Regions from separate parts of the Mus musculus genome. Here all the other regions are linked to region 1. Evidence: chromatin contacts called from public promoter capture Hi-C data. All regions are on one chromosome and are shown on one strand. The core of a region is the stretch at or near the end of the contact, and the rest is flanking DNA. Distances in the headings are between cores, read along the strand shown. Region 1 holds the start of B4galt7 (xylosylprotein beta1,4-galactosyltransferase, polypeptide 7 (galactosyltransferase I)). Region 2 holds the start of Cltb (clathrin, light polypeptide (Lcb)). Region 3 holds the start of 4930526F13Rik (RIKEN cDNA 4930526F13 gene). Region 4 holds the start of Neurog1 (neurogenin 1).

Region 1 (4,762 bases), core at 1,100-3,599:
TTGAACAACTGGTATCAAACCAAGCAGAGACTTTGGTGCTGGTTGGAAACAGAGCCTACAGAGTCTTAGTTACTGAGTTTATTTTCAATGAATGTGGGTTTGTTACATTGGTTTCCCAATAAAAAAGAAAAAAGAAAAAAAGGAAGAAAAACTGTTCGTGGTTACTCTTTTTTTTTTTTAAAGATTTATTTATTTATTATATATAAGTATACTGTAGCTGTCCTCAGGCACACCAGAAAAGGGCATCAGATATCATTACAGATGGTTGTGAGCCACCATGCGGCTGCTGGGATTTGAACTCAGGACCTTCAGAATAGCAGTCAGTGCTCCTAACTGCTGAGCCATCTCTCCAGCCCTGTAGTTACTCTTGGTGGGTGTGATGATACTTGGACTTAAGAGAATGGAACAAGGCCAGACGTGATGGTGCACAACTTTAATAGCAGCACTCAGGAGGCAGAGGCAGGTAGATCTCTGTGAGTTCAAGGCCAGCCTGGTCTATGTAGTGAATCCAGGACAGCCAAGGCTATTACACAGAGAAGCCATGTCTGGAAAAAACAAAAAGAGGGTGGGTGGGAGTAGTAACTTCCAGAGGGCACAAGGCCTCACACTCCAGGGTAGTCTCCACCTGTGAACATCACGATCTCCATCCTTGCTATGGTTTCTTGTAGCGGGCAGGTGCTGACGGGTTTGTCAAAACCATCTGACATTGCTCACCAAGAGTGCCAAGTGTCAACATGACAAATAACGGAACACTGATTTAAAAGCAGTTCATTTGGGTTTGTTTTGTTTTTTTCGAGACAGGGTTTCTCTGTACAGCCTTGGCTGTCCTGGAACTCACTTTGTAAACCAGGCTGGCCTCAAACTCAGAAATCTGCCTGCCTCTGCCTTCCGAGTGCTGGGATTAAAGGCGTGTGCCACCACCGCCTGGCTAATTTGGGTTTTTATGTAAAATTTAGTTTCTTGAGTTTGAGGTCTAACACTAGAGCAACAGGTCACCTGACTGTCTTATCGCCTGATGGCCCTGCCTAACTGGTCTCTGCAGGAGGTCAATCCTGCCTTTAAGATCTGCCACATCAGGCTGGAGAGATGACTCAGTGGTTAAGAGCACTGACTGATCTTCCAGAGGTCCTGAGTTCAATTCCCAGCAACCACATGGTGTCTCACAACCGTCTGTAATGGGCATCCGATGCCTTCTGATGTGTCTGAAGAGAGTGACAGTGTACTCACATATATAAAATAAATCTTAAAAGAAAATTAAAAAAAAAAAAAAGGTCTGCCCCATCTATGGTTGACTTGGTAAGTTTCTGGTGTGGGATGCAGAGCCCTAGGTGAGCCACAGAGCAAATCATTGAGTTGTGTTTGTTAGGGTTTAAGAGGGGAAAGAAAGTTAAGAACAATTAACTTAACCAATAGTGAAGATCTACCTTGAAACAATGCACTTGAAATTGGAGATCATGGATTGTGGCTGGAAAGATTGTGCACACAAACCAATGACCTGCCTGTGCCTTGGTCCTTTCATCTTCACAATGGAAATAATACCTATTCATAAAGACTGAATAAAAGCACAGCCATAAAGAACTTAGAACAGGAGCTGGAGAGATGGCTCGATGCTCTTCCAGAGGTCCTGAGTTCAAATCTCAGCAACCACATGGTGGCTCACGGGCTGACAACCATCCGTAATGAGATCTGATGCCCTCTCCTGGACTGTCTGAAGTCAGCTACAGTGTACTTACATATAATAACTAAATCTTAAAAAAAAATGAGTAGCACAAAGTAAAACTTAATAAATGTTAGGTACTTATTAGAATATTAAATTTTGCCTGAAAGAACAGACATGAAGTCTAGTAACTGCCTCTCTTTTCCCAGGTGGGGAAGAGGGGAAGAGAGTAGATAAATTCACACAGGCAAAGAGGCGGCTCAGTCTCCTATTCATTCCTTAGGTTCTCAAATCGGACGACAGCATTTATATAGTGTGACTGTGCCAAGCACTGCACCAAATGGGTTTTCGTTTCCTACAATGACCACACAGAATACGAACAATTTATATAACCCAAGTGATGAAACCGTCACAGAGAAATCGACTCGCCTCAGCGTTGTTAAATTATCAGAGCAGTGTTTGAAGCACAATCAGTCTTCCGAGATCAGCTCCGAATTCTGAACTGGATCTTATGCTCCAAGAGTACGTGCTTTCTCTGCTGGGCTGACCGTAGGAATGCTGCGATGATACCAGCCTTCACTTGGGGGAAAAAGGAGGAAGATGTACCTTATCCCAGACGTTCTGTTATGCAGTACACGTCTAGTTCCAGCTAGTCTCTAGCTTGTTTGGTCGCCTTTGACTTGGGTGATGGGAGGGAACTCCCTTTCTTGTGACATCCAGTGGGCCCTTGTATGTAGTGAGAACCTAGCTAGGTCCCGCCATCGGTTCTCCAGACAGCAGAACCTTATAAGCTGTGGCTCTGAGGTGCAGCCGGCCCAACCGGAGGGACGGACTCGGCGGACCGGGGGGCGGGGCGGGGGCGGAGACGCCGCGTAGGCTGGGCAGGCCGGGCAGCGGGGCTTTGAGCCAGAGCCCCATGTCCTGCTGTGTCCCGCCACGATGTTGCCCTCCCGGAGGAAAGCGGCGCAGCTGCCCTGGGAGGATGGCAGGTGAGCGGCCGCAACGGGCAGGAGCCGCGTCCCCCTGGGTGCCATTCCTTTTCTCGACCTCCTGCAAATCTTAGCAGCCCTACGCTGTCGCATCTGGGTTTCTGGGGGTCACCCTGAGTGTTTGTGGTTCTCTGGGGGTGGGGGGAACGTCATTGGTATTGTCTGCACGGCTCTCTTTTCCTACTAGCTTCTATTCTGCGCGTCCCTGTGTCTGGGTCTCTGCCTTGCTCTCTCCATTGATCTTTTTGTTTGGACCGCGAACTAGTCCAGTGGCTCTCAACCTGTGGGTCGCGGCCCCCTTGGGTTGCATATATCAGACATTTATGTTACGATTCATAACAATAACAAAACCACAAATGTGGAATAACGACGACATTTATGGTTGGGGACCACCACAACCGTGAGGAGTTGTATAAAAGGGCTGCAGCAGTAGGAAGGCTGAGAACCACTCTTTCTCCTGTGCCTTTGTGTGTTTGTCTGTCTGTTTTCATGTAGCAGATGATTCTGTTCGTTTCTTACAGCGGATCTCTCTGTGTTGTGGCGCTGAAGGTCTTTATTTATTTATTTATTTATTTTCTGTCTGCCCCGTCATATCCATGTGACTTCAAATCCTATCCTTCGCCTTCATGCCCTCTCATACTTTGCGGTTGGCCGGGAAGATCACACCAGACAGAGCTTCCTGTGTTCTCTTCCTGGTTGGTTAGCCATTGCCTGTCTTATACTAGACACACCCAGTAGTTCATTTCCTGTGCTGCTGTACTTGTGTGGGGGTCTGCTTTAAGTGTTAGGTGTGAGTCTGGCTCATACCCGAGTTTAAGATATTTCTCACTGAAACAGAATGGCGGAGGTGATTTTCCTGCCTAGATTTATGGGGCATTACACTTTTAGGCTTGAAGCATCTTTTTGTTTGGACCTTGGGCTAGTCCAGTGGTTCTCAACCTGTGGGTCGCGCCCCCCCATGGGTTGCATACATCAGATATTTATATTATGATCCATAACAATAACAAAGTCACAGGTATGGAGGAACAATGTAATTTATGGTTGGGGGCCCCCATTTTCTTTCCCCCAACACGTTAGTGTATATTCACTTAATGAATGACACATTTGTTAGATATTGTAAGGCTCTAGAATTTAGTGGACACACTTTTGGGGTGTTTGTTTCTTTTTCTTTTTCTTTTCTTTTTTTTTTTCAGATTTGGTGTTAAAAGGTGACAGTAATATAGTAGAAGCATGGTCCATGGTGGCCAGAAATAGACCACTTAATTTTTCTGACCTCGGTTTTCCATCTCTGAAATGAATATCATAATATCTACTTGTAAGGGCTCATTGAAGAATGGTGAAGATAGTTTATAGAGGAGAATTGCCATCTTCTGATCATTTTCTGTTATTGTGTTCTCAGAAAAATAGATTGATGTCCATTCAGTGCTTTTGACACAGTGGCAAAGATTCATGGGACATATATAAAATAGTGTAGTAACTGGGTGGTAGCTCTAGTGCGAGCTTACTTGGGTTTGAAGCACCCCTAACTAGCTTTAGGTAAAGGAGACCATCCCTTTTCTAAATCATCCCTGAGAACCTGAGTGTGGGAGCAGCCAGTACTGCAGTTCTGAAGATGACCACCAGGTGGCACCAGCAGCCTCTGTTGTCTGTGTTCAGTATCATCACTTTTACTGATAAAATTGGGACCCTCAGTGGTTTTGGCTTTTAGAGCAAAGAGTGAGAGTGTCCTTGGGCACACGTTCTTTTTGTTTGTTTGTTTTTTGTTTTTCGAGACAGGGTTTCTCTGTGTAGCCCTGGCTGTCCTGGAACTCAGTCTGTAGACCAGGCTGGCCTTGAACTCAGAAATCCGCCTGCCTCTGCCTCCCGAGTGCTGGGATTAAAGGTGTGCACCACCACACCGGGCTTGGGCACACGTTCTTTATAGAAAGGGGAGGTTGAATTGAAGAAACAGCACGAGAAAGCACATGGACTGTCCGATCCATGCCTTGCTCCTGGATAATGGTCATTGTTTATTCCCCCAAAGGCGGTCTATTACCCATTGCTCATCATATAAATCTCAGTCCTGCTCCCAGAAGGAGCCCAGAGTGCAAGAAAGAATCTATAAAGGTCCCAGGCC
Region 2 (4,762 bases), core at 1,198-3,697, 990 kb before region 1:
CGGCATTGAACTTGGCTCGAGAGCTGCTATCAGAAGACCTCATTGTCTCTGGGAGGTGACTCAGAGGTGTGCATTGGTGGCTGCTGTTAGAACTAGCTTCTTTCCAACTCCCAGAATTGCCCAGACAGTTCACCTCAGACCACCCAGGCTCCTATCATTCCCTGCAAACGCAGAGGAGGATGGGTACCTCCCACTGTCTAGGCTTAGGAGAATCAGGTCTGTTCTATTTATGCCTGAACACCCGCTGAGCTCCCCTCCTGAAGCACCTCCTTGTTCCCCAAACTGCCACTCAGAAGGGCAGCTGGGCACCTGCAGCTTGATGGAGTCCGGGAGACCCTCAGAGGGTCAAGTCCCTGGCTGCTTCCCTAAGGGTTATCACCACTGTCTCCCTCCCGGTTATCTCATATCTAGGGCTAGTCAGTGCCCTACCCACCCAGACTGTAAGTCCCTAGGAAAGACTACAACTTGCAAAATCCCAGGCTCCTGTGGCTATCCTCAGCTGGAACTGCATCTGTCTTTCTCCTGAGTTGCTAACAACTTGGGACCTCCTAATGAGGGAAAGGACTGTTCCCAAGGGGTGACCATGGACAAGTGAGTTCCATACAGGAACTTAGGAGGTTCCCAGGGACAATGAAGGGCTGAGGGACTGAGAGCTGCTATTTCAGAGCTGCATGGCTGGCTTGGATAGGCCCCTGCTTCTCCCTGCTGTATCCAATCATCTCCTAAGGAGACCAGCACAGCTGCCCTTTGGAAGATCATAACTAGGAGGCCTGAAATCAAGCCCCAGACCTATCACTCACGGCTGTGTGGCCCTAGGCAAGACATTCAAACTCCAGTTTTTTCTTTTTAATTATTATTATTTATATTTTCTTTACTTGTGTGTGTTTGTGTGTGTGTGTGTGTGTGTGTGGTGCAGGCATGTATGCGAGGTCGGGGGGACAATTTGTGGGAGTGAGTTCTATCTACCGCCATGAGGGTTCCAGGGCGTGAGCTCAGGTGTCACCAGGCTGGGCTGATTTACATTTACTTGACAAGCCATCCTGATAGCCCCTCAAACTCCAGTTCCGTGTATGTTACAAAAGGCTTATTACACTTATGTCAGAGTTTCTTCAAACGCTGGGCCATAGATACAGTTTCTTCCTTCTGTGTTCCCAGTGGGGACGGCAACACAGCAAGTGTGGAAGGAAAGAAAGATGAATGTATACATACAATATTTATTTCCAACAGGACCATTAAACCTCTTTAACATGACACCAAAAAATAACAAGGTCTACTAGGAGGGTCACCATGAAGGTCCATATTTGTACTAAATATTTAAATATATTTATAAGAAATTGTTCCTTGGGGCAGAAGTATCAATGATAAACATAACAATGCAGGAAAAAGGTCCTGAACCCTTATGTCTGAAGCCACACGCAGAGGTCCGGGCCACCTTTGTAAATCCACTAAACAAACAGTTACAAACAGGAAGGGCACAGCTCTTGGCCATTTGTGCCCCTGCCTAGACTTACAGTCGGGCCCATGAAGGACTGTGAGGTCTGGACAGGAAGAATTCAGCATCCGAAAGAAGGGGTTGAATTCTTTATTGCTACTTCCTAGTTGTTTTAATAGTGTACCCTTTGAAGCCAGTTCTAAAATGGGTTCAGTAACGTGTATGAAATTATTATATGTAATTAACATTGTCTCCCGCACTGCTGCAGGACTGCAGGTGATCCCCAAAGGATGAGCTGCGAGTTCTCTGAGCGCCCCCTGCTTCCCTGCAGAAAGGAACGCTAACGCTAACGTCAGGAGGACGTGTCCGTCCCACACCTGTATCACTTAGCTAGGACACTGGGACAGTCTCAGAACTGAGCAGGGGGAGGGTTCCAGAGCCAGGGTGGAGAAGCTGGCCTGGGGATGAAATGTCATGACTAAATTCCTGTCCCCAGAGTCAGCAGATCCAGTCTCAGCGCAGATTCCAACTCATCTCCCGGCTCCTTCCTCTTTTCCCAGGCCTCACGGATACACACAGCCCCCCGAGGTACCCTTGGTCACCCTGGATAGCCGGACTCAGAGTACAGCAGGGACCCAGGCCGGGTCTGACCGAGACTGGGCCTCCCGCCCCCGGTGGTGGCCTCAGCCTCCCCGGTTCCAGGCCGCTGCGCTGACTCACCCCCGCTCGCGAGTCCCGGCTGCGCAGAGGCCACCTGGCTGGCGGCAGGTGCCCCGAAACCCGGGTCATTCTCGATGCCAGCAATCTCGCTTTCCTGCTGGGCCAGGAAGGCGGCCGCTGGGTCCTCCTCGGCGGCCTCCGGGGCCCCGCTCTCCGACGATGAGAAGAAGCCGAAGTCCTCAGCCATCTTCCCCGCGTGGCTGCTGTCACCTCCCGCCCGCGCCCGCGGCCCGCACTTCCCGTCACCCGCCCGGCTTGCCTGTCACTGCGGCTGCAGCGGCGGCGGGAGGAGTCGCGGCGGGAATGCGGTGACGTCAGCGGCCGAGGGCGGGGCCCGCGGGGCTGGGTGGTCGCCCCGCCCTCGGTTCGAGCCCCCGAAGCCCACCTTCGGCTCCAGAGCGTGCCAGCAGCACTGGGCTGGCACCGGGTGCATTGAACCGAAAAGTTTCTCCCAGAGCTGATTTTGTGAGCTGCGTGATACAAGAGTACTCTTCCTGCGTAGGAGGAGGGAGCTGAGGCTGGGAAAGGCTTGAGTGCCAGGCGCGCACAGCAGAGCCTTGTTCTCTCAGGACTGAGTAAAGCATCCCGCCGCCCTATCTGTGTGATGAGCCCCTGAAATCAGGGACTGTTCCTCTTTCTCCCTGTCTGGTGACATTGATGTTCCTTAAGGCAACTAACTGGCTGATTGTTTTGTCTTTCAATTTGAGCTCTTTCTCTAGTTCTTAGAGCAGAGGGTCAGTTTGTCCCATTATTGGTTAGGTTCCCGTTGATTACTCAGTACAGTACAGGTGGAGCCTGCTTTTTTCTTTGGTAATTAATATACGTATTGTGACAGCAGATTGTATGCCAAACTCGCATTGCACATTGCAATTACTTTCGCGGTTTTTGTTGTTGTTGTTTTGTTTTTTAGTAGCCTGTTTGACCTCAAATTCTTGTATAGCTGAGGCTGGCTTCAAAGTAGTGATTTTTTTTTTTTTTTTTTTTTTTTTTTGTATTTCGAGACTGTTTTTCTGTATAGCCCTGGCTGTCCTGGAACTCACTCTGAAGACGAGGCTGGCCTCGAACTCTGAAATCTAACAGCCTCTGCCTCCCAAGTGCTGGGATTAAAGGCATGCGCCACCACTACCCGGAGACCTTTTTCAAAAATACAGTATCTTTTTTGGTTGTGTTTTTGTTTTTCAAGACAGGGTTTCTCCATGTATCCCTGGCTGATCCTGGAGCTCACTCTGTAGATAAGGCCGGCCTCAAATTCATAAAGATCCACATGTCTCTGCCTCTAGGATGCTGGGATTAAAGGCGAGCACCACCACTGCCAGGTGAGTACCTCTCTTTTAGTCTTTGTCAATTTATATATATATATATATGTATATATGTGTGTGTGTGTGTGTGTGTGTGTGTGTGTGTATATGTGTATATATATATATATATATATATACATATACATATATATATATTATGTATACAGTGTTCTGCCTGCATATATGCCTGTAGGACAGAAGAAGGCACCAAGATCACATCACAGATGGTTGTGAGCCACCATGTGGTTGCTGGGAATTGAACTCAGAACCTCTGGAAGAGCAGTCAGTGCTCTTAACCACTGAGCCATCTCTACAGCCCTCTTTGTCATTTTATACAAACAAGTAATGCATTTTGAGCATATGCTCCCCCCTCACATATCTCACGCCTCCCAGGTATCCCCTCCCTAACAGTTCCCCTCCCCCACTTGAAATTTTTTTATTTATTTATATATTTATGTGAGGACACTGTAGCTGTGCAAATGGCTGTGAGCCTTCATGTGGTTTTTCAGAATTGAATTGGTTTAGGACCTCTGCTCCCTCTCCAGTCAACTCTGTTCACTCAGTTTTTTGGTTTTCCGAGACAGGGTTTCTCTGTGTAGCTCTGACTGTCCTGGAACTCACTCTGTAGACCAGGCTGGCCTCGAAATCAGAAATCTGCCTGCCTCTGCCTCCCAAGTCCTGGGATTAAAGGCATGGGCCACCACTGCCCTGCCCAGCAGATTTATTTATTTATTTTGGTTTTTCGAGACAGGGTTTCTCTGTGTAGCCTTGGCTGTCCTGGCACTCACTTTGTAGACCAGGCTGGCCTCGAACTCAGAAATCCGCCTGCCTCTGCCTCCCGAGTGCTGGGATCAAAGGCATGCGCCACCAAGCCCGGCTGATTTATTTATTATTATACATAGGTACAATGTAGCTGTCTTCAGATGCACCAGAAGAGGGCATCAGATTTCATTACTGGTGGTTGTGAGCCACCATGTGGTTGCTGGGATTTTAACTCCGTACCTTCAGAAGAGCAGTCAATGTTCTTACCTGCTGAGCCATCTCACCAGTGCCCCCGCCCCCCATCCTCTCCAGTTTTTTTGTGTTAGTAACCCACTGAGTTCAATTAACACTGCCTGAAGGAATGAGCAGGCCATCACAGTGACGCACAGTGAGGTTACCCCTGTAATGTTCATGCCACTGCTACACCAGTGAGAACTTTAGGTTTTTGAGTCAGTCTCACTACACAACTGTCTGGCCTTGAGCCTGCTATGTAGACCAGGCTGGCCTCAAACTCACAGAATCCATATGATTCTGCTTCATGCATGGTTTT
Region 3 (4,762 bases), core at 1,181-3,680, 670 kb before region 1:
AGGGCTGGGAGGTAACACAGTTGGTACAGCGCTTGCCTTTGGAGAATCAGGCTGAGTTGGCTCCCTAGAACTCAAGTGAAAGAAGCCAGGCCCAGCGGGTCGTGTTGTAATCCACCTGCCACAGAGGCAGAAACAGAAAAGCCCTGGTGTTCACTGGCCAGCCAGAGCCCAGGCCAGTGAGAGACCCTGTCTCAAATAACAAGTGACGGCTCCTGTGATGCCTCCTCTTGCCTGTCACCTTGACGAGCTATTATCAACTCGAGTTCCGGCTGCTGTGCAGTCCTGAGAGGGGCTTTCTTGATCAGATTCTCTGAAGCAGGAAGGCCCATCCTCCTGTGGTGGTGGCACCCTCCGTGACAGCTCCGTTTTGTTGGCTTGCCCTTGATCTTGCTGACAAGTCCTCTACTCTGTCACTGCTGCATCCATGGGCTGAAATTAGAACTGTTTCTTTTGTGACTCCAAAAGACTGAAGAGCCGCAGCTGCCTCCAGGATCTCTCAGGCCTTCAGTGTGGTAGTGGGGCTGTCAAGACATCCTACCCTGTGGACTGAGAAACAAACTACTCAGATTCTTGTTCTCTTCACTGGGAGACAGCCACTGTTGAGTTAGCTGGAGCATGTTCTATAAGCCAGCCTAGTAAATCCCTTTTTATTTAATATATTGTATATATACCTATGTGTATGTGTGAATATGTATAAGCATGTATATGCATATAAGCATGTATATGTGTAGATATTTATATGTGCATATATGCATGCAAGTATATATTTATATATGTATATTCATATATGTATATATGTAAATATAAAGGTATATTGATGTATATATGTGTGTAGATGTATAATTGTATATATGTATATATGTAAATGTATATAGATGTGTATTCATATGTATATATATATGTAAATGTGTGTGAATGTATATATATGCAAGTGTATATAGATGTGTATTCATATATATGTATATATATGCAAATGTGTACAGATGTGTATTTGTATGCATACATGTAAGTGTGTATAGATGTATATATGTGCGTGTATGGATGTACATTTGTATATATGTATACCTTCTATCAGTTCTATTCCTCTAGAAAGCCCAGATTAATACAGTGCTTGAGAAACAACAGCCAATGTGTACCTTCGGCCTCCTCATGCACACTTATTACCCTAACACATATATGGATCCCAACATATACACACACATGTACACAGTAAATAAACAAACAAACACATAAATGAAAGAAAGAAAGAAAGAAAGAAAGAAAGAAAGAAAGAAAGAAAGAAAGAGAGAGAGAGAGAGAGAGAGGGAGGGAGGGAGGGAGGGAGGGAGGGAGGAAGGAAGGAAGAAGTAAAGAAACTCATGTTAGACTGACTCAGAGAAACAAGGAACTGGAGATAGAGAGATGGTGCAGGGGACTGGATCTCAGTTCCCAGCATTCACACTTGACAGCACACAGCCATCTGTAACTCCAGCTCCTGTGGGGATCTGATACCCCCTGTGGTCTCCTAGAATACCTCACACATGATGCGCACATACAGACAAGCAGACACACGTAGACACATAAATAAGTGTTCAGTTTAAAGAGTAAGACAACTTTGACAGTACTTCGACAGCCATCCCCCCCATGGTGGCCCCTGGCAATTCCCACAGACTCAACAACCCCAGAAGAAATGAGGGACTCAGTTTTCAGGATCATGGGCTCATAATGTCAGAGATGGCACACCATGGGTGACCAAGCCTCAGCTAGGTGACTATGTCCCCCAGGGAGATCTAGCAGAGAGAGCAGAAACCAATGTACACATTGTCCATGTTTGTTTATTTCAGTAATCCCAGGGCCTTCTAATGCAAGAATGTCTGTGTAAATGACAATCACCACTGTGGACATAAAACCAGGGCCTGGTGGTGCAGGGGGTCATTATATGGACCTTCAGAGGTCTGCTCAGTGTAACTGTCACCAGAGTGACAGACAACAGAAGCTTCACATTCAGCAAAATGACCCAGATCTTTGTTTTGTAACGGGACTAAAATACAGACTCCAGAGACTCAGACCCAGGCAGGCTCTAGGGGTCCTTGTAAGGAAGACCTGGAGAGAGGCAGTGACTTCAGGCTGGGTCCCTAACAGGAGGCGTTGCCACGTCAGTTACAAGTGACAGAAAATATGGCGTGTCAGGTGAGGTAAAGTCACAGAGCACTGAAATAGTGATCGTGGTTTCCTGACTTCAAGTTTGGCTAATCCAGGTGCTCATCGGTCGCCAGGAATGCGCCTGTATGCGCCTACCTCACACAGGCCTGTGTTCCTCTGCCTTGCCAGCATCCTCACCTGATGAGCATCACAGGCCTGGCACCTCTGACCAGCAGTTCCTGCGGGAAGAAGACACCTGCTTCCTGGGATCCCAGCATCCACTTGGACTGTTGAGTTCCCTATACACTCTGGTAACCAGGGTGACGGGAGCAACAGTAGCCAAGTCTGAAGTGTGCCCCTCCCCCGGGGACCAGTGTCTTCAGAAGCTCAAGAACTAGCAAAGGAAAGGGGTGGTCCACAGAGAGGGACGTGCTTGCAGGAAAAAACAACAGATGTCCCCACTTGGAGAGACATGTGAGGTGGGGGTGTGCAGCCCCAAGCTGGGCAGAGACAAAGGCTGGTTAGGGGAGTGGGATGGAAGAAAGGCTTGCCTTGGCATCAGGGATAGGATGGCAGAGACCTTCCCCTGAAGGGGTGCCTCTCACTGCCAGCTGTCAGGAGGTCATTCTCCTTTGTAGGGGCTACAGGCCATCCCCAAAACTGGCTAAAGCTGGAGTCACTAAGAGTGGCTGTTGCCAGAGAGCCTGTACTGGATCCAGCTTTGCCGGGGGAGTGGATCCACCAGGTAATGGGAGCAGACCCAATTGTGGTACTGACTGCATGGATTTTGTTGTTGTTGTTGTTGTTTTTATTTCTTTTTTTTGGTTTTTTGAGAGAGGGTTTCTCTGTGTAGCCCTGGCTGTCCTGGAACTCACTCTGTAGACCAGGCTGGCCTCAAACTCAGAAATCCACCTGCCTCTGCCTCCCAAGTGCTGGGATTAAAGGCGTGCACCACCACTGCCCAGCCTGACTACATGTTTTAACTGAGGCCAGCACCTGCCCTTGTGTTTTTCCTGGGCCTAACTTGGACTCAGTCTGAGAGAAATATGCATATCAGGGCCAAGACTTGACAGAAATGGCTCTGGCCTACAAGGAGGGAAGGAACTTTAAATCTGGTCTGGCCTTTGGCTGGGTGACCTTCACTTAATCACTAACCCTCTCTGAGCCTTCAGATTCCTTATCTATCAAGTGAGGAAGTTGGAACATGGTTCCCAAGTCCCCAATGGGCCTTAATAGCCATTGGATAGTCCTCTACATGAAGGAGACCCTGGCTATGGCACCAAACTTCCCTCCCATTCCTTGTTCCCTGAAGACTCCAGCTCTAGGCTGTGGGTCTCTTTCGGTGCCCTGGAAGGGCTAGGCCAAGGGCAGAGGTGTCTAAGGCATGGTAATTACTGTAAGAGTGGAGTTTAAGCTCTTGGCTTTATAGGGTAGAGGCCTCTGTCAGCAGAAAGCCAAGATCTCCCCGGGTGAGAGTTAATTTCCTCAGTGGCTCGTTTTCCTTCCTCGCCATCATTTTTCCTCAGCTGCTTTATGGCCTCGCAGCCATTTGGAGCAGCAGGCAGTGGCAGCAGCTTCGTGCACAGCAATGGGAAGCCCCCAAGTCCCCCATGTTGGGACTAAAGGGTGGTCGGGTTCTCCCATGGGCAGTGATTCTGTGAACTCTGCCAGGCCCAGCCAGGCTGTTCCCTACTGGGCCCCTGGCACCTCCTGGACAGGCTCGCAAGGAAAGAATGTCTTGGTCTGGCCAGCCCGTTATGTCTTGAGTCCCTTAGTGAGCAGCCATAGACTTTGCCTTTAGCTCAGCATGGAAAGACAAGGAGAAAGAGCACTAGCACTCAGAGAGGCCTGGGCTGGTTCAGGTCCAGCCTCACCAGTACCTGTCACCTGAGACAGTGTCTTTGTCCCTGGGTGCTCCCTTCTAAAGAATGGTTATTTAACTGTAGCTGCCTATAGGAATGGAAGGGTGGTGCCACCTGGTGCTCCCCAATGTCAGCCCACACTCACACCACCTTATGCCTTGACTATCCCACCTCCTATGCACCCCATGAAGACATTGTACCAAACTGGAGAGGAACAGGATTTCTAGATATGCAATTGAATGACCTTTGGAAGACCCTGTGGTTCCTAGAAAACAAAGAACAAAAACAGGGAGTTCCAAACAGCCTTGCAAAGGAGGGGGTGCCAATCGCTTGTCAGAGTGGGATAAGACTGCTAACTGCCCATTAATGGGAAGGCCAAAGCGGAGACAGGAGGCAGTCTGCTGAGATAGCCGTGCTTTGTGCAAACCAGGCTGGGTGCCGTCAGTTCTGAGGTGGACACCCTCACAGGCCCAGCAAAGTGAAGTTCCCCCTCTGAGGCCATAGTCTCCCATGTGGAAGCTGTACACTGCAGATTTGGAGAAAGTGCCACCTGAGCTCAAGGCACCAGGTGACAATGAGAGGTGACAAGGATAAGAATCAAGGGTGCAGTTGGTGGAGTGGAGTCTGGGCATAAGTCCACTGAGCCCCTGGTGAGCAGAGTTGAGGACCTCAGTTCTAGTCCGCAAATCGGTCATGAAGAAGACTGAGTGTGCTGGCTGAGCATACTGCAGACGAGGGCCGTGCTCTACCCCATGCCTGCCTAGAGACAGTGAGGACCC
Region 4 (4,762 bases), core at 1,069-3,568, 650 kb after region 1:
TGTGGAGGGCTATGCCACCCTAACCCGAAGTTTTAAGGCAGCTGTTGATCCCACGTGGGGACAATGCAGCCAACTCCTCACAGCTAGGAGGACCCCAGCCTTCATGGACAATACTTTAAAGGCGTTGTTTACAAATCAATTTCCTCTTCTAAATAGGGCAGCTCCAAGAGTAGACCCTTCTGATTGCCCAGACTAGGCCCACCTGTCCCTGGGGCTTCCTAGCCAGTGGCCACACTGTATTGATCTTTTTAATCCCCTCCCTTTGAAATACAGAGCCAGCTGATGTGGAGTTCCTCAAAAGACTCCAGGCCCCTACCTCTACAGGTAGCTGCGGATCGGGGCTAATTCCCCATTAGAAAGTCTTAATTGGCTTATGGGGTGCCTGAAAGTTCTCTCTTGTGTTTACAAGGCAGAAGGAATGGATGGCTCAAAGTGCCTTAATCTGTCTCCCTCGTTCTTGGCGATAGTCGGGTGCGCTTTATTTTTAAGTTGTTTTTGAAACAGGATTGGAGGTTTGGAGATGGTGGGATAATATTTCACTTTACAGGTGGAGCTGCCAAGGGGATGAGGGAAAGCCCCAGAGACACCGCTACTAGGCAAGGAAACGGGTGACTACTTTTTTTTCCCTTATTTTTTTTTATTTACACGAAGCATCTGCAGTACAAAAATGTAAACTTTGATAGCTCATAATAATAGAATAAATTCTTTATGTACAAAAATACATTTTCATATGAATGAAGCATCCTGAATAAATTAAAGTACCCTCCAGTCCAGTGCCTGAATAGCTATGCTAGCACTCAGGTTCTTCCTGGAGCAAGCCCACAGTGGCGGGGGTCGGGATCCATAATGCATGAAGCCCACTCCTTGTGGCTCCTTTTTAAGCCTTGCCATTGTATTGTCAGCCGGCTCAAACCGAATTTTCATGCTCGTTTTTCTTCATTAGAGTTCTACAAATTGTAAAATTGACTTTTCACCTCGTCTTCAGGGGCTCATCTGTCCCTTTTCCAAACCACACTGAAGTGGTGGCTGGGGTCAGTTCTGAGCCAGTCACAAAGAAGGTTTTGTGAAGTTCAGAAAGTGCAACAAAAACGAAAGGCCGTCTGGGGGCGGGCGGGGGGGGGGGGAGGCCGTGCTGGGGGTGGAGAAATAGACCGAGGGCAGCTTCAGCGAGGGTGCAGCAACCTAACAAGTGGTCAGGTATTCCCCCTCCCCCCTTTAAAGCTCCCAGAATTCACTTGGGGGTAAGTGTGGCCCCCGGAGGCTTCAGCCAGTTCCCCATCTATTATTGCTCTTAGACTGGGGGAGGAAGAAAGTATTGATGTTGCCTTACAAAGGCCTAGTGGTATGGGATGAAACAGGGCGTCGTGTGGAGCAGGTCTTTGGGCAGGCCAGGAAAGGAGAAAAGGGGATCGCCCGGGCCATAGGTGAAGTCTTCTGAAGCCGAGGGACTACTGGGGTCAGAGAGTGGTGATGCCACAGTGGCGCAGGGGGAGGCAGCGGCCCCGGAACCCCAGGACTCAGTGTCGCTGGCCGGGCTCGGGGGCCCGGGCAGACAGGGGACACACTGCGGAGGCAGGAGGCGCTCCCGGGCACTGCCCCCGGGGAGCCCTTGATCTGCCAGGCGCAGTGTCTCAGCCAGGGCCCAGATGTAGTTGTAGGCGAAGCGCAGCGTCTCAATCTTGGTGAGCTTGGTGTCGTCGGGGAACGAGGGCAGCACGCTGCGCAAGGCGTCCAGCGCAGCGTTGAGGTTGTGCATGCGGTTGCGCTCGCGATCGTTGGCTTTGACGCGACGACTCCTCCGCAGGGAGTGCAGCAGAGCCTCGGACCGCACCCGAGCGCGACCTCGCCGCCTCCGCCGTTCCTGCTCTTCGTCCTGGGCACCGGGAACATTCGATGCCCCGGAGAGGGCGGGAGCGCTCCTCCGGGCTGGCACGGACAGCCCCGAGGTGGAGGCTAGGGGCTGTAGCCTGGCACAGTCCTCCTCGTCGGTGAGGAAGCTGGACAGGTCGCTGCTGCTGTTGCTGCTGGAGCAGTCGAGATCAGAGATGCAGGTCTCCAAAGGGGCAGGCATCTTGCAGTGTGCAGGACCGACAGACGGACAGGAGGTTTGGAGGTCGGCCTTCGAAGCGCACTTACTGTCCGTACGACCCGGGGCTAGCCTGTGCCTGCTGCAGGCGCGAGGGCCGGGAAGATCGCAGGGGCTCAGGGAGTGAATGGGCTTGGCCCTCCTCGCCTCGCCTGCAGGGGCCACGCGCCGGGCTGGTCTCCTGAGTGATGTCGCCGGCGATCAGATCAGCTCCTGTGAGCACCAAGTGTGGCACACGACCGGCCTCAGGACCCCTTAAGTACGGCGCGCAACAATGGGCGCCCCCTCCCTGGCCACCTCCGCCCCCGAGGCGGCGCGGGTGAATGGCGAGAGGCGGCAGGTCAGCCCCGTGCGGCGCCTGCTATTTGCATAATTTATGCTCGCGGGAGGCCGCCCCCGCCCAGCCCCCCTCCTGGAGCGTGCCCGTAATTACCGCCGGCCAATCGGTGGCCCGGCCTGCTCCGGGAGCCGGATCAAGCGAGGGAGGCCGGGGCGTCTCTGGCCGGGAAACCCGGGCGAAGGCGGGGGCCGGGGGCGATTAGCGGCGGGCCGAGGCACACTCCTCCCAGGGGCGCGCGGGTGTCCCTCGCTGGGGTGGATGGGGAGGAGGAGCCCTGGCAGAAAGTGTGAGCTCTGTGGCGGGTGATGGAGAGCTGGGGCTGAGGCTGGAGGCTGGGTTCGCATCCCTTTGCCTGCTACTGAGTTCGCATCCCTTTGCCTGCTACTGATTGACTATTCGCATCTAAACAGACAGGACCAGTAAACAGTTACACGTCTTGAGGAGGGATAGATGTCCCTGCTCCGCCAAGGTTAATGAAGAAGACAGCAAGAGAAAGATCTAAAGATCCAATGAGTTCCCAGACTGAGCTGGGGCTTGACCCCACTCTGCCCCTGCCCGCGTACCCCTCCTCAAAGACTCACGAGGTAATATGGGGGTGTGCAGACCCCCTCTTCTCCTGAAATCTTGCTCTCTCCATTTCCAAGCATCCTCTTGTGCCGCACGTTTTGGAATGGTGCCAGCCTCAGGGGCTCACCCCAGTGCCAGCTGGCTAAGGGACTTAGCTTCTGGCCAGGAGAGAGATGTCCCACAGAAGGCAGCAAGCACACAGTGGAATTCCGTCCCCATCCCTTCTGCCAATTTGCCTATAAACTTGCCTAGTCCAGAGAAATGTCCTCATTCTGTGGGTCGAGTCATTTTCCTGTTTGCCGGACAGCAATAGAGGCTCAGGCAGCCTCTCAAATGCACCTGAGAGGAGTTATTTATTAAGGAGCAAACCTGGATCGTGGAGTCAGGTATTAAAAACAAAAGGAACACCCTAGAGGCGCCCCCCCCCCCTTTCCATGATATCTGAGTGGTGGCCTCAGGCCCAGTGCAATGCCTAGCCTGCTGTCTTCAAAGGGGCTCTGTCCAGGACACCTGCGCCTTGGTAGAGAAAGCACAGCCTCTTTGCCTATGCCTAGCTCTTGCCCCGTGGCTCCTTCCCTCTGTAGCAGCTCTTGGGCAGAAAGCTAGGACACAGTTACAGATTAGGGCTTGAGGAGGTTTGTAAAAAGTGGCAGGAAATGGCTGTAATCAGATTATGCAAGAAAAAGTAATTGTTGACAGATCCTTGGGCATCCCAGGAGCCCAAGGGCTGCTGGGAGTTGTGCAATGGTAGCTCTGCCTCTTTCTGTCCCTGTGACAGCTTCTGGTGGTCCCAGAATACCGGCACCAGTCTGACCTTGTGACAATTCCAGGCCCTGTATTTATTTCTTTGGGCTTCCTTAAAATTACCACACCACAGTGGGTGCATTAAATTTACAGAAGATCGCTCTTCTGAGGCTCAGAAGGCCAGAAGCTCAAAACCAAGATGCCAAGGGGCTTCATCCTTTTCAATTTCTTGTGGCTCCTGGATGTCCTGGCCACTAATTCATAACTGAAGCATCCCGCTCTGCCTCCTGCCTTCGTGGGTCCTACCCTGTTTTGACTCTGTGTCTTCTTCAGGAGAGCTGCATGACTGTGCACTACTGAATCCAAGATGGCTCTAGGCTCTCACTTTTATCGCATCCCCCAGAACTGTTGTTCTAGCTATGGTTACATTCTGAGGCCATGGGGGTCCAACCACTGAACCCGTGATGGCCCCATTTCTAAGTCGGGCCAGCACCCTTGGAATAGTATCCATGAGGATTTTAGCTACCCACCTCTTGCAGTACCAGAGCGTGAGAATTCACTCCCGGCTCTGACAATTAGACCAGGCAATTTAAAGTTCATTCCGTCAAACTGAACACTGACTCTGAGCTGGTGACATTTTAAAGGTCACTTGAATCATGGTGACAAGCTGGAAGAGCCATTCATTGGTCACTGGTAAAAGAGGTGGCCAGGAGGTGGTGGATGTCCAGCCAGTCTGCTGAGTGGAGCTACTGGGCTCCATTTGCCAGGTGTGTGTCTGTGGCTTAGCAAGGGAAGCAGGTCCATGCTGCCGAAGCTTAGAGACTTGCACTTACTTCATGTGGAGGTTGGTGGCTTGCTCTGGGCTGGCTGTCTATTAAGTCTGGGGTGTAGAAAGTTGGGGGTGACTGGCTAAGGGAGGCCCTGACTCCTAACTCTTGTATGGTGGGGTTCGGTGCTAGTAGAACTCATGGAGATTGTTTATTCAGCCTCTGTACTTGAAACGCAGGAAACGGAGGCCTTTTCCC

Evidence for each region. Promoter capture Hi-C pulls out the DNA fragments that hold promoters and counts their contacts.
Region 2: a promoter capture Hi-C map of liver shows a contact between it and region 1, with 2.2 times the contacts expected there. The contact joins the promoter of Cltb here to the promoter of B4galt7 in region 1. A contact is called at or near these places in 5 of 39 promoter capture datasets (hematopoietic stem and progenitor cells, hippocampal neurons, liver and 1 more) and 2 of 115 datasets of contacts at active chromatin or transcription factors (astrocytes and pancreatic cancer cells).
Region 3: a promoter capture Hi-C map of stem cell-derived epiblast-like cells shows a contact between it and region 1, with 4 times the contacts expected there. The contact joins the promoter of 4930526F13Rik here to the promoter of B4galt7 in region 1. A contact is called at or near these places in 2 of 39 promoter capture datasets (hippocampal neurons and stem cell-derived epiblast-like cells).
Region 4: a promoter capture Hi-C map of embryonic stem cells shows a contact between it and region 1, with 2.2 times the contacts expected there. The contact joins the promoter of Neurog1 here to the promoter of B4galt7 in region 1.

Annotation. Positions count from the first base shown.
Region 1 is chr13:55,597,547-55,602,308 of GRCm38.p6, forward strand. B4galt7 (xylosylprotein beta1,4-galactosyltransferase, polypeptide 7 (galactosyltransferase I)) reads left to right here and starts at 2,350. Exons shown (of 6, transcript NM_146045.2): 1 at 2,350-2,646. The coding sequence starts at 2,597. Tmed9 (transmembrane p24 trafficking protein 9) reads left to right here. Exons shown (of 5, transcript NM_026211.3): 5 at 1-151.
Region 2 is chr13:54,608,926-54,613,687 of GRCm38.p6, forward strand. Cltb (clathrin, light polypeptide (Lcb)) reads right to left here and starts at 2,448. Exons shown (of 6, transcript NM_001347512.1): 1 at 2,153-2,448. The coding sequence starts at 2,339.
Region 3 is chr13:54,927,831-54,932,592 of GRCm38.p6, forward strand. It overlaps 4930526F13Rik (RIKEN cDNA 4930526F13 gene), which reads right to left and starts at 2,431. Exons shown (of 2, transcript NR_167670.1): 1 at 2,320-2,431; 2 at 1-546.
Region 4 is chr13:56,249,862-56,254,623 of GRCm38.p6, forward strand. It overlaps Neurog1 (neurogenin 1), which reads right to left and starts at 2,319. Exons shown (of 1, transcript NM_010896.3): 1 at 617-2,319. The coding sequence starts at 2,071. The coding sequence ends at 1,337.